Regions from separate parts of the Sus scrofa genome. Here region 1 is linked to region 2. A link is a contact called in public HiChIP or PLAC-seq data. All regions are on one chromosome and are shown on one strand. The core of a region is the stretch at or near the end of the contact, and the rest is flanking DNA. Distances in the headings are between cores, read along the strand shown.

Region 1 (6,441 bases), core at 1,536-4,035, 98 kb after region 2:
CTATGCCAGAGCCATAGCAATTCGGGATCCAAGCCGCGTCTGCAACCTACACCACAGCTCATGGCAACACTGGATCCTTAACCCACTGAGCAAGGCCAGGGATCAAACCCGCAACCTTATGGTTCCAAGTCAGATTCGTTAACCACTGAGCCACGAGATGGGAACTCCTGTTGCCATTATCTTTTTGAGGAAACAAGGTCATTATCTAGCAGAATTCTTCAACCTGGATTTTGCTGATTGCAACTCAGTTTTGCTTAGCATATTCCTCTACTTTCTGATTTTTTTTTTAACTTCCATTAACCAGTATACTTAGATCTAATGGCTTGATCAGATTCAGATTCAGTTTTTGGACAAAAATGCTTCATAGGTGGTTCTGTGTACTTCCCATCACATTACTTCAGGAGGTATGTCGTATCTGGTTGTCTTTCTTTCTGTGATGTTAAGATTAATCAGCAGGTGTTGTCAAACTGACCCATCCATTCTAAAATGCCAAGGGTGCTATGTGAGGTGGGGTGTTCAGACAAGATCTTTCAGTGACCTGTAAGCTGTGACCTAAGGAAGAAAATGAGCTAGTCCCACAGAGCAGAGGAAGAGAGTAGTGGTTGGAAGCCTGGAGCGTGAAAGCTTTGCCACATACCCACCTGCCCCTCTCAGGATCAGCAGAGCTTCCTTTCGGTTCTGCACTACTCCCTGCAGCCCTTCTAATCTCTAAAAGGTGAAGGCAGGGAAGTCTGCGCCCAGAGGTGTCAGGAACCCAGTAGCGCTTTCAGGTGCAGGTGGACACCAGTGCCCAACTTTGCTTTCCTTTAGATGCTTAGGATCTGGACTATTCTGACTCAGACTCAGAGATCTCTGGCAGAAAACAGCCTGGTCTCTCTCATGACACAGATCAACCAGCCATTTTATTGGCATGACAGCATGAAGAAATGTGTTTCTCAGGGTACAGCTTATTTGCTCAAGTTACATACTATTCTTCTTTTCTGGAATGTTCTCCACCAGACTTAACGTAGTTGTGGTTCAACATTCTCATCTATAAAATGGAAGAAGTACCCAAACTCATCGCACAGGAAAGTGTCAAAATTTGGTCTTTTGTTTACAAAGCCGGAGGCTAAAGTCGTCAAACAGATTTTAATCAGTAGTATATTACTGCAATAAGGAAAAGAGTCCAGGGTGAACTGAACTCAGCTTCTATTTGTACAGAGGTGACTGGGCTCTTTAAAGGGAGAACAAGGGGATAGGGAAGAGGGTAAGCCTGTCTCAGTAGAGTCAGTGAAAAATTACACAATGCAGGAAGGGAGGGTTGATCCCTGTAAAACTCATTTGGGTTTGCTAACTAGGGCTTATCAAAGTAAGACTCCTCCCCTCTCACAGAGGCTAGGAGACAGGGGCTCTGTCTTCAGGTGTTGGCTGGAACAAATAGTAAATTTTTTTTGATAACCTTGAGTTTTCTTAGGCAGGCACTTTAAGGGGGGGTAGGGTCACCTTACAAATATGCCTTCAGCTGCTAGAAACTGTTAGTTTTTGTTCACATCTTTATAGACTAAGGTTGACAGGTATAGTTAAGAAGACTTAGAGGAGCCTGTCTAGAGTGTGGTCAAGAATTTTTGTCAATTGCTATGAGTATTAAATGAGGTATTGTCTGTGAAAGTGCTTGGAGGAATAACACAAGTCATCAGTATCAACACATTCATTTACGTAACCAATCATATCACTTCCTCTCCTTTAAAATGCTTATTAAAATTCTTCCTTACACTAAGTCCCAACTACTAAACATCCTGTCACTCAGTGATAACACCCACTACATCATTTGCCAAGTATTTTACATACATTGTAACATTTCCCTCAAACAACCCTATTAGGAAATATTACTTTACAAGAGGCCCAAGGTCATACAGCCAGTGAGCGACAGAGGCCAAATTTATGTTCCACTCTGATGACTGTTACCTGGTTCCATTAAATAAGAAACTCTTTTCACCTTTTAGATGGTTCAATTAAAAAGAAAACCAGTTTATTCTTAACACACTGAATATGTCTGTTACTCGTTAAGATTTTTGTGTCTGTGTGTGAGAGAATCTAACAATTCTAAGATAATTAGAAGGGCAAGGGTCAAGGTATGCCCTTTTCAGTTTATGAAATAGTTCTCCAGCACCACCATGCATTACAGATATTAAAGCCATTGCACCGCTCTCAGGGAACGAGGGAACAGGACCCGGAATAGTAAATGCTGTATTGTTCAGCCCATGCTGTACTCTTTCATCGTGAAAGAGATCAACGATGAGTCAGAACAGTTGGAGACGGTTTCAAGGAAAATAAGAACTGAGCGCGATCTTAAGGGTATATTGATTCTGAGAAGGTAACAAAGGGACACTCCAAGATAGAGAAGGTGAGGAGTGAAAGCTTATATATCCTTGAAAATCCGGGTATACACTCTCACAGAGCTTAAGTGATCGAGAGTTTTGTTTATCCGTGACGTTATCGTAAAAGGGAGCTCACTCGGAAGTTTAAATGTCTGAAGAACGCCGCTACAAGGTGATCTGCGTGGCTGACGCTCGTGCCTCTGGCGCCCCTTAGCGGGACTCTACAGTCCTATCAGAAACCACCACAAGTTCGGCGGACAGTCGTTTGCCTCTACGATGCTTTGCCAAACTTCCCGATTCCAGACGGGGTGCGACGATGCGCACTTACCCGCTGCGCACACGCGACGTCCTCCTTACCGCACAAAGGCTGCGGGAGGAGGGGTTGGCGCAAGCGCTCTGAGTTTCTCGAAAAATAGGGTCATCATCCTACTTCCGGGCGCAGGCCGGGCGGAGACGCGTGCGCCGTGAGGACACGCGGACTTATTTCATGGGGCGGTGACGTAATGACAGAAGAGGAGGTGGCCAAGGAACGGAAGCCGGGAGGGAACCAGGACGGAAGGGGACCAGGGCCAGGGTTGTGTTCGGAGCCTTGGCGGGGCTGGGGTTCCGATGTGGTCCCCGGAGCGGGAGGCCGAGGCCCCGGCCGGGGGAGACTCGGCGGGCCTACTGCCCCCCGAGTGGGAGGAAGATGAGGAGCGCATGTCTTTCCTGTTCTCCGCCTTCAAAAGGAGTCGCGAGGTGAACAGCACCGACTGGGACAGCAAGATGGGCTTCTGGGCACCGTTGGTGCTGAGCCACAGCCGCCGCCAGGGGGTGGTGCGCCTGCGTCTGCGGGACTTGCAGGAGGCCTTTCAGCGCAAGGGCAGCGTCCCGCTGGGGCTGGCCACCGTGCTGCAGGACCTGCTGCGGTGAGGGCGGGCCCGGGCCGGGGGGCGGGGCGGCTCCCCGCGGGCAGGGACCCGGGCAGTTCTCCCGAGCGCACGCCGCCCAGCCCAGGAGCTGGCCCCCTGGGCAGTCTCTGTTTGCTCTGTGGGCGAAGAAGGAGGCTAGGTTAGGGGGTGTTGGGAGAGAGAGGGAGGAGGGTGGAGGGAAATTGAGAGGCCAGGGTAGCCTCATTACGGAGATGCAGAGGGTTTAGAGTAGAAGCCAGCCTGTCGGAGGTGACAGTGATTTGTCTGGACTGGAATCCCATTATGTAGTTATTTCGTAGGGACTTCTGAATTCAGATTACCTCGAAACATAAATGGTCCATGAGACAGGATTTATTGAACTAAGGAAAGGCAGAGCTAAGAAGACAGTTGTGGGGAAGAGGCCTGTAGGGATCTTGCTAGCAGCCTCCCAGCAGAGGTCATGTGTCTGGCCTGTCTTGGCTTATCCTTGGCACAAGCGGTTTGGAGCAGAAGACATGAGGGAGGTTGAGGGCTTTACTGAGTATCTTGGTGCCCTTTAGGTGCTACCTGTGCAACAGGTGCAGGGTTTTGGAGCTACCTCAGGTGGTAACGTGGACATCTTATACACATACAACACTTCACAGTGTGCAGGTACTTTGCACACACCATTTCATCTGACCCCCTCTGCAGTCCTGTGGGCAGGTGTCCTCAGCAGACAGAAGAGGAAACTGAACCTAAGGAGATAAGCGACTTACCTGGGGTTGCATAGCTAGTTAGAAGAATGGGGGAACTGGACCCCGGGGTCTTCTATTCTAAAGCATATGCACACGTTGTATATGTCATACCCAGAGCAGCCTGGCTGAAGACAAAAGTCAACTTTGATACATTGCTTTTAGCTTGCTGCTCTTTCTGATCAAGAGGTCTCTCCTCCTTTTCCCCAGCTCTCTTGCCTCGGCTGACATCAAAGTTTCAGTCCAGGCCCGAGATGGGGCGCAGGAGAGACAGTAGCTGAAGAAGTCGGTGAGGAGCAAGAACAGTCTGGGCTGCTTTTTTTTTTTTTTTTTTTTTTTGGTCTTTTTGCCATTTCTTGGGCCGCTCTCGCGGCATATGGAGGTTCCCAGGCTAGGGGTTCCCTACACCAGAGCCACAGCAGCACGGGATCCGAGCTGTGTCTGCAACCTACACCACCGCTCACAGCAATGCCAGATCCTTAACCCACTGAGCAAGGCCAGGGATCGAACCTGCATCCTCATGATGGTTACTAGTCAGATTCGTTTCTGCTGAGCCACAGCAGGATCTCTGAATTTATTATATTTGAAGAGATACTCTTTCTGTGGCCCTTAGCATAATAACCAGCCCATGGGAGCATTCAGTACATTTAGCAACGTATTACTAGTACCATGAAATGCTTATGTCTTATCTCCACCCTGGCTTAGGAATAGCAGAGAACTCTTTCTCTGAACATCTTTGTATTCTTCCTTATGTCTTGTCCTTGACACTAATCCATTGTTGCTGTTTTCATTTTATCATTTGGAACTCCATTTGTAAAGGGAAGTCTCAACACAGGCCCCATGACCTCCTGTGCCTTTGTAGTTTTAGCGGAAAGCTTGCATATTGGAGCCAAATTATAGTTTAGTTTTGACCTCTGTCATCTTCTCAATCCCTCAATTTTCTCTTGTAGAAAATTGTTACGCGGCTTAGAGCTGGAGCATAAACAGTGCTGCTCATAGTAGCTGGCACGGAGTAGGTGCCTGGTAAAAGGCGTTTATGATGATGATAATTAAATGCCTCTTTGTGGGTTAAGAGGGAAGTGGGACCTTGCGTGAAACCTACTAATGCCCTTTTCTTTTTTCACCTGCAGTCGAGGGGAGCTGCAGCGGGAGTCAGACTTCATGGCCAGCGTAGATAGCAGCTGGATCTCCTGGGGGGTTGGAGTCTTCCTGCTGAAGCCCCTCAAGTGGACTCTTTCCAACATGCTGGGGGATAATAAGGTTCCTGCTGAGGAGGTGCTAGTGGCTGTGGAGCTGCTTAAGGTGGGTTGCTGGAAGCAAGAAACCTGGGTGTCATCTGGAGTCATCTCCATGTTCCTGGGGTTGTGGGTGTATTGTTAGAATGAGAATGGGTCTTTTTCACATGTGACGGAGTAGATACCAGATCATTTTGCCTCCCTTTTGCAGTACTTGCTAGACTTTAGTTGCCAATTGGGCTTGTACATTTCAAGGGCAAGCCTTTGTCTAGGAGTTGTCACAGTTGATTATTTTCTCTCTTTGTAGGGATTAATGATAAGCCACAATTTAGAAAATGCTTTGCCTTTTGTAGTTTATGGACAAGAATTTCTTCCTGAAGACCTTGTAACTTTCAGTTTCGCCTTCCCCTAAATCAGCAACCTAGGCTCACATTTCCTCCTCTGTCTCTTACTTCTCCATCAGAAAAGCCAACAGGGGAGTTCTTGTTGTGGCTCAGTGGAGACCAGTCTGACTAGCATTCTTGAGGATGCAGGTTCAATCCCTGGCCTTGCTCAGTGGGTTAAGTATCCACTGTTGCTGTGAGCTGGGTGTAGGTTGAAGATGAAGCTCAGATCTGCATTGCTGTGGCTATGGTGTTAAGCTGGAAGCTGCAGCTCCGATTCGACCCCTAGCCTGGGAATCTCCATATGCTGCAGTGGTGGTGGCGGCCCTAAAAAAAAAAAAAAGAAGAAAAGAAAAGGGAAGCCAGAGTTCCTGTCGTGGCTCAGCGGTTAACGAATCCGACTAGGAACCAAGAGGTTGCGGGTTCGATCCCTGGCTTGCTCAGTGGGTTAAGGATCTGGAGTTGCTGTGAGCTGTGGTATAGGTTGCAGATGCAGCTTGGATGTTGTGTTGCTGTGGCTCTGGCATAGGCTGGCGGCTACAGCTCCGATTGAACCCCTAGCCTGGGAACCTCCCTATGCCATGGGAGCGGCCCAAGAAATGGCAAGAAGACAGAAAAAAAAAAAAGAAAAGAAAAGAAAAGGAAAGCCAACAGGTCCTTGGTGCCTTCCTGCTGTCCAGGTCAATTGGCTGCCTCCTGGTCTGCTTCCCCCCTGCAGCCTAGAGCATGCAGCGGATGCTTGACCACTTCCCTCAGCAACACTCTCAGCACCTCTGCAGCTCTCAGGCCAGACAAGAGACACCAGCAAATTAGCCATCTTAGACCAGCCCCATGGTCCACCAGCC
Region 2 (5,612 bases), core at 2,103-4,602:
TTAGAATCTGTAATGTCCACCTCTGAGCTTGTTTTTCTCATTTTGTAAAATGGCAATGGTGCTGTTAGATTCATCCAGCTGCTCTTTAATAGCAGTTCTTTCTTTAGACAGAGCTTTAATTTCATTCTTTAATTCTTTAGTCTCTTGCAATAATGCTGACAGTCTTCCTTCTACATCAGTAGTTTTTGCAGCTGTTAACAGTTTCACTCCGTTCTGGTTCAGGAAGTGATTTTGCAAATGCTTCTGTTTCCTGTAACAGCTCCTGCTTTTCTGTCTGTAGTTTAGTGATTTCTATAGACTGTGAATTTAACTGAGACTTTAATGTTGCCAGTTCCTGTTTCAAGTCTGCTATTTGTTCAGAATCTCTTGCTGAATCTGTTGCTGAAGACTCTTCATTTGTGCCAGGTGATGGTTGGGAAGATTTCAAATTTTCAATCAAAGAGTCCTTTTCAGCCAGCTGGTTTTGTAAGTTCCTGATTACTTTTTAATTCTTCTATCTCTTCTCGCAACCTACCAATTTCTTCTGGTTGAATGCCATTCATTTGAGACCCATCATTGTAAGAACCTTGAGGCTGATTGTCTTGTCCCTGTATCTTTTAAAAGTTGTCATTTCTCTTTCCCACTCATTTCTTTTCTATAGATTTGGGTTAAGTCAAAGCCTAGACACTTTTCCTTTCCGAGCTATATTTTCTCATCCATAAACTGTAATTATCTCACCTCCTCTAAATGTCCAAGGTGGTTGTGTGAAGTGTTAGAGCCCTTCTCCCTTCCCCCACTTCTCATACATCCTGAAGAGCAATGGCAGGAGATGCTATTCCCAGGTCAAAGTACACTTGCCATTAGAAGCAGTTCCCATCATGGCGCAGTGGAAACAAATCTAACTAGGAACCATGAGGTTGTGGGTTCGATCCCTGGCCTGGCTCAGTGGATTAAGGATCTGGCATTACCATGAGCTGTGGTGTAGGGTGCAGATTCTGCTGGGTCAGTCCAAAAATATCAGAAATTTATTCCTCTGAAACTCATGTTCTCCACAGTACACACAGCTTAAAGATCATTCCCATCTTCCCAAGTTGTTAGGAAAATTATAGTGAATAATGGATGCCCAGTCCCTGGCTGAGTGCAGGACATAGCTGCCGAGGAGCACATGCTTCAGGCATGTCACTGGCCCCACTCCCCCAGCCCTGACTCAGAAGGTGGAGCCACACTTCTCTCCATCCCTGGTTGAGGGAAAGTGGTCCAAGGACAGGGACCGAGGCCTTCTGAGCAGGGGCCAGGGGGAGACTGGCCACCGGCAGCCTCATGGATGAAAACCTTTCCTGCTCACTATTCAAACTGCACTTGTGCAAGATGCTAACCAGAGGGACAACTGTAAGCATGTGGACACACCTGGCCCGTGGCTCTGCACTGCCATCACTGTTGTCACCTGCTTTTTGGGCTCTTCTGTGTTCCTTCATGACCCTCTCCAGCACAGCCTTCCACCCTGGCCTTCAGAAGCTCCTGAGTCCACCTCAGGCAGCTGATACCACGTAGCCAGTACAGACTGGTGGAAGCCACTGCAGGAGTGGGGAGGAGACCACTTACCCTGTGGCCCTCCCAGCACCGGAGTGATGGACACCTGAGAATGTGATTCATCCTCCCACACAGCCTCACACAGCCCTGCGCCATTTACAGAGGCCCCTGCAGACTTTTACTTCCTCCCATTTCACATGAAGAAGTGGGGACTCAGGGCCCCAGAGCCGGAAGAAACAGAGCAGGCCTGCCCTCTTCAGCTGCAGTCCCAGGACTCATAGGGCCTGAATGAGCTTCTGAACCTCTGGACCTCTCAGTTCCCACTTGGAAGGAGAGAAAAACCTAGGGTGGATGGCATAGACCAAAATGGGGCCACATCACACACACACAGGGCAAGGACCTGAGTGAGGGCTGAGCTCAGATTAGTCCTGGATACTCATCTTCCTGGATACTAATCGGGTTCATTACCACTGAGCCATAAAGGAACTCCTAGATTAATTAAAAAAAATAAATTCTGTAATCCCTTTCTGATTATAAATATTATTCTCTGAATTTTGAATTAATTTGTTCAATGAAAACATTTAAAACTTCATGACACCTGTAATATTGATTTGACCTTTATTTATTATTATTATTATTTTTTAATATAAGGAGCCTGGAAAGTACAGGGGCAGAGCCTTTCCATTGAGAGGGGTTTCAGGATGTGCATCACCATGTATTTTCCTGTTTGCTTCACCAGCTTCTGGAAAGGAAGTAGCAGATCCCCTCCCAGGCTGGATGATGCAAGGTTCCTAGCCGCAAGGCAACGTGAATAGAAGGAACTGGGAACCTGCCTCCAACTCAGGGGTTAGATCAAAAAGAGTTGCAGGCAGCAGAGTGATTCTTCTTCTCAGGCTGCTGTTTTGATTTGCCATGAGTGTGTTTTAGAATTTAGGCATAAGTTAAAACAGTAAAGAAAGAAAAGACAGCCAGTCTCTGCCACTCCGGGCAGCTTGCCAGGGAGTTTCCACCTCAGCCTTGATCCCTGGAATTTACCCCTGAGAGAGCTCACGAGGCCAGAGGGCTTTTCTCTATCTGGGTCCCGGTCGGTCTCACCGGCTATGATGCTGCTCCATCCCCCCACTCTGTCCGCTACTGATCCAGCTCCAACACAACCCAAGAGGGCACCTCGCCTTGTCCCTAACCCTATTCCCACTCCCTCCCAACCACCAGGCGCGCCTTCCCCTCCCCGAGCCAGGACCCCCAATGGGGACTCACCAACCACAAGACACCAAAGACGACGAAGATGAGAGCCCGGGGGTCCTGGAGCCAAGACTGGCGGCTGGGGGCGCACCCCGCCTGGGCACCTGAGGTGGTGGGTGCACTCTGTCCCCACTGCCCAGTGCGGTTGAGGGGTGCTCGCTGTCCTGGCCACCGCATAGTGATAGTCAGCAGAGCCACCGAGAATGCTCTGGAAATTCTGGGAATGTCTTTCTCTGGGTGCTGGATCACCCCTGCCACTAGAGGAATGCACGGCAGTACTCAGTCTCTTCTCTCTCGCACTCCGGCTAGTTCTCCGGCTAGTTCTCTCAACGCTTTGGTGGGTAGACGGTGCTGACTTTTGTACCCTCGCGTTGAGTCACCTGGTTGGGCAGCGACGAATGGGAGCCAACATGCAAATAAGGTACATTGTTTGTTGAAACATATGACTTAGTCATCTCCTGCTCGAGCGCCGGGGTGGGGGGGTGGGTGCGGGGAAGAAGAAGAAGAAAGGCCTGACGTAGAACTCACCCCCTCGCTCAGGCGGGGCAGTGCTGTACTTTGGATCACCAGGCGCAGAGAAATATGTCCAGATCACTCTGGACTGCCTTCTCTAGTTTGTCAGGGCCAAGTAATTACCAAACCTCCACCCAACTCCTCAAGTTCCCTGCATCTTCCTCTACTCTCCATCTGGATTTGACTTCTGACATCTGTAGGCTGTTGCCAAGAACTCCATGTGCTGTTCCCAAGCCTATGTCCTCCCTCCCTTCCTCCCCAAGCCAAGGAGGAAGTGGGATACAGGTGGCTTCAGTGAAAGGGATTTGTCAATTGGCAGTGGGAGGAAAAACAAGCTTTCACATTGTGATTTGCTGGTGCTAGACTCTATTTTACAGGGGGGTGTGAGCATTTGATAACCCAGCACAGGTACAAATATTTTGTTAAGAAGCTCTATTGAAAGTCTGTTACAGCACATTTCAAATTTGATACAAAACAAAAAGAAAGATAAAAGAACTCTTATTGCCAAGCCCTTCTCCATTGAAAGGAAGAATCTATAAGAAGGTGCCTAGTTCAGAGCAGGGTCAGTAGTTGTCCAGCTGTGGTCCCCAGCTGGTGGCGCCAAAACACTAAATGAGTGGGTCTTGTGTCCTGGGTTCACCGTGTAGAGGAGAGGGATGACTGTCCAATGGCAGACCCTTGACAAATGATTCAGCAGGGAAAGGACAAAGTGCACCCACAGGAGTAGAGAAGAGGAAACTCGAGAAACCACAGACAAGTGATGGGAGACAATAAAACTTGAACATATACAGTCAAGGAAAACGGCAAAGGTGACTCAGGATTCAGGAATGGCATGGGTGAAAATACGCTTTTGTAGTAATGGATTCAGAAAACATGTTAGAAATACCATTATTTCTCCGATCTCAAGATACTTTGGGTTTTCAATAAAACTAAAAAAAACCCAGTATAAACCTTTCAATGAAATTTCATGTAGTGAGCATGTTGCATCCAGGAAGTGAAGTGGTGTTCATCCATCCTGTCTTCTTTACTCCCTAAGACTAATTTTTGGCCTCTTTGATCCTCCGTTTTCCTGTTTAAATGGACATAGTTGTATCTTTCACACTTGCTTCCTGTTTTAGAGTTAGAGGAGGAGTAGCTCCTGGCATGATGCAACACAGGACTGCTGAGAGTTCTAGCAGACTTTTCTGCTAGACTTTTCTACAATGCCCACGTTTCCATAGAGAGTCTCGACGGCCATTCCATAGCATATTCTCTTAGCAACTTTCAAAATACACAATACAGTATTATTAATCATAGTCACCATACTGTACATGACATCTCCAGGACTGACTTACTTTACAACTGGAACTTCATACCTCATAAAGGGAGTTTTTTTATCTTCTCTACCATCCTGATGGCAATTACCTTAAGGTTTATTCTTTACTCCATCTCATTCAAAAGATTTCTTCTTTCTTGGAAATATAGTAGCTATTATCTCTCCTACTTACTTGACACAAACATATGTTACCTTCTGTTTTATTTTCCTTTTGCAAACTGCATATCTTCTGACCAAACAATTCTATTAGTATAATTACTTTCTTATTCCCCCTCCCTGTTTTTTACTTTGTAAGTCTTTCTTTTCTACATTGTGTCTTAACATATGTTTACTTCAACATGCTGAAGAGTCACCAGGGGAGGGAGCAGAACACACAGGGCCCTGGCAGGAGCATGGGTTTTATTTTGTGAGTGAGGGACATCTCCAAAAAGTTTCAGGCAGAACTAAAGGGACTAGTTTGTTTTAGGCAGAGAACCAGTGGGATAAGGGCACGCTCTTGGATTGAAAGTGAGCAAGACTACAAGCAGATAGAGGGCCTTCCAGGGCATGTCTGTGAAGTGTACTGTTGGTTGTTCTACCTGGTTTAGTGTCTGCATTCCTGTGGTTCTGTGAACCCCAGGAAAAGCAGCAGGAACCATGCCTAGCAGGGTGGTTGACTGGGGTTTTTGGTTTGCATGTGTTTCTTCTCCCTGACTTGGGTGAGTTAGGAATTGATCTTCTGCACAAGGGCATCCAGAGCTGGCAAGAGTAGCACTGGGCTTAAAATCCCTTTAAGACTTTTACATTTCCCCTTCCCCCTCCCCCCTTTCCCTCCCCTTCCCCTCCCCACTTCTCCTTCCCCTTCTTTTTTTTTTTTTTTTTTTTTTTTTTTTTTTTTAGGGCCACACACGTGGCATATGAAAGTTCCCAGGCTAGGGGTGAATCAGAGCTGTAGCTGCCAGCCTCCACCACAGCCACAGCAACAGAGGATCTAAGCCGCATCTTCGACCTACACCACAGCTCACAGCAACAATGGATCTCTAACCCACTGCGC

What was found. HiChIP or PLAC-seq counts read pairs in DNA pulled down with a chosen protein or histone mark.
Region 1: an H3K27ac HiChIP or PLAC-seq map of alveolar macrophages shows a contact between it and region 2. The contact joins the promoter of CHMP7 here to the promoter of LOC100624226 in region 2. A contact is called at or near these places in 1 of 5 promoter capture datasets (liver), 19 of 47 Hi-C or Micro-C datasets (alveolar macrophages, blood, brain and 8 more) and 1 of 2 datasets of contacts at active chromatin or transcription factors (alveolar macrophages).

Annotation. Positions count from the first base shown.
Region 1 is chr14:7,387,281-7,393,721 of Sscrofa11.1, forward strand. CHMP7 (charged multivesicular body protein 7) reads left to right here and starts at 2,786. Exons shown (of 10, transcript XM_021074113.1): 1 at 2,786-3,265; 2 at 5,109-5,280. The coding sequence starts at 2,967.
Region 2 is chr14:7,288,646-7,294,257 of Sscrofa11.1, forward strand. LOC100624226 (tumor necrosis factor receptor superfamily member 10B-like) reads right to left here and starts at 3,353. Exons shown (of 9, transcript XM_005670430.3): 1 at 2,767-3,353. The coding sequence starts at 2,928. It overlaps LOC106505885 (a long non-coding RNA gene), which reads left to right and starts at 5,580. Exons shown (of 2, transcript XR_001300721.2): 1 at 5,580-5,612.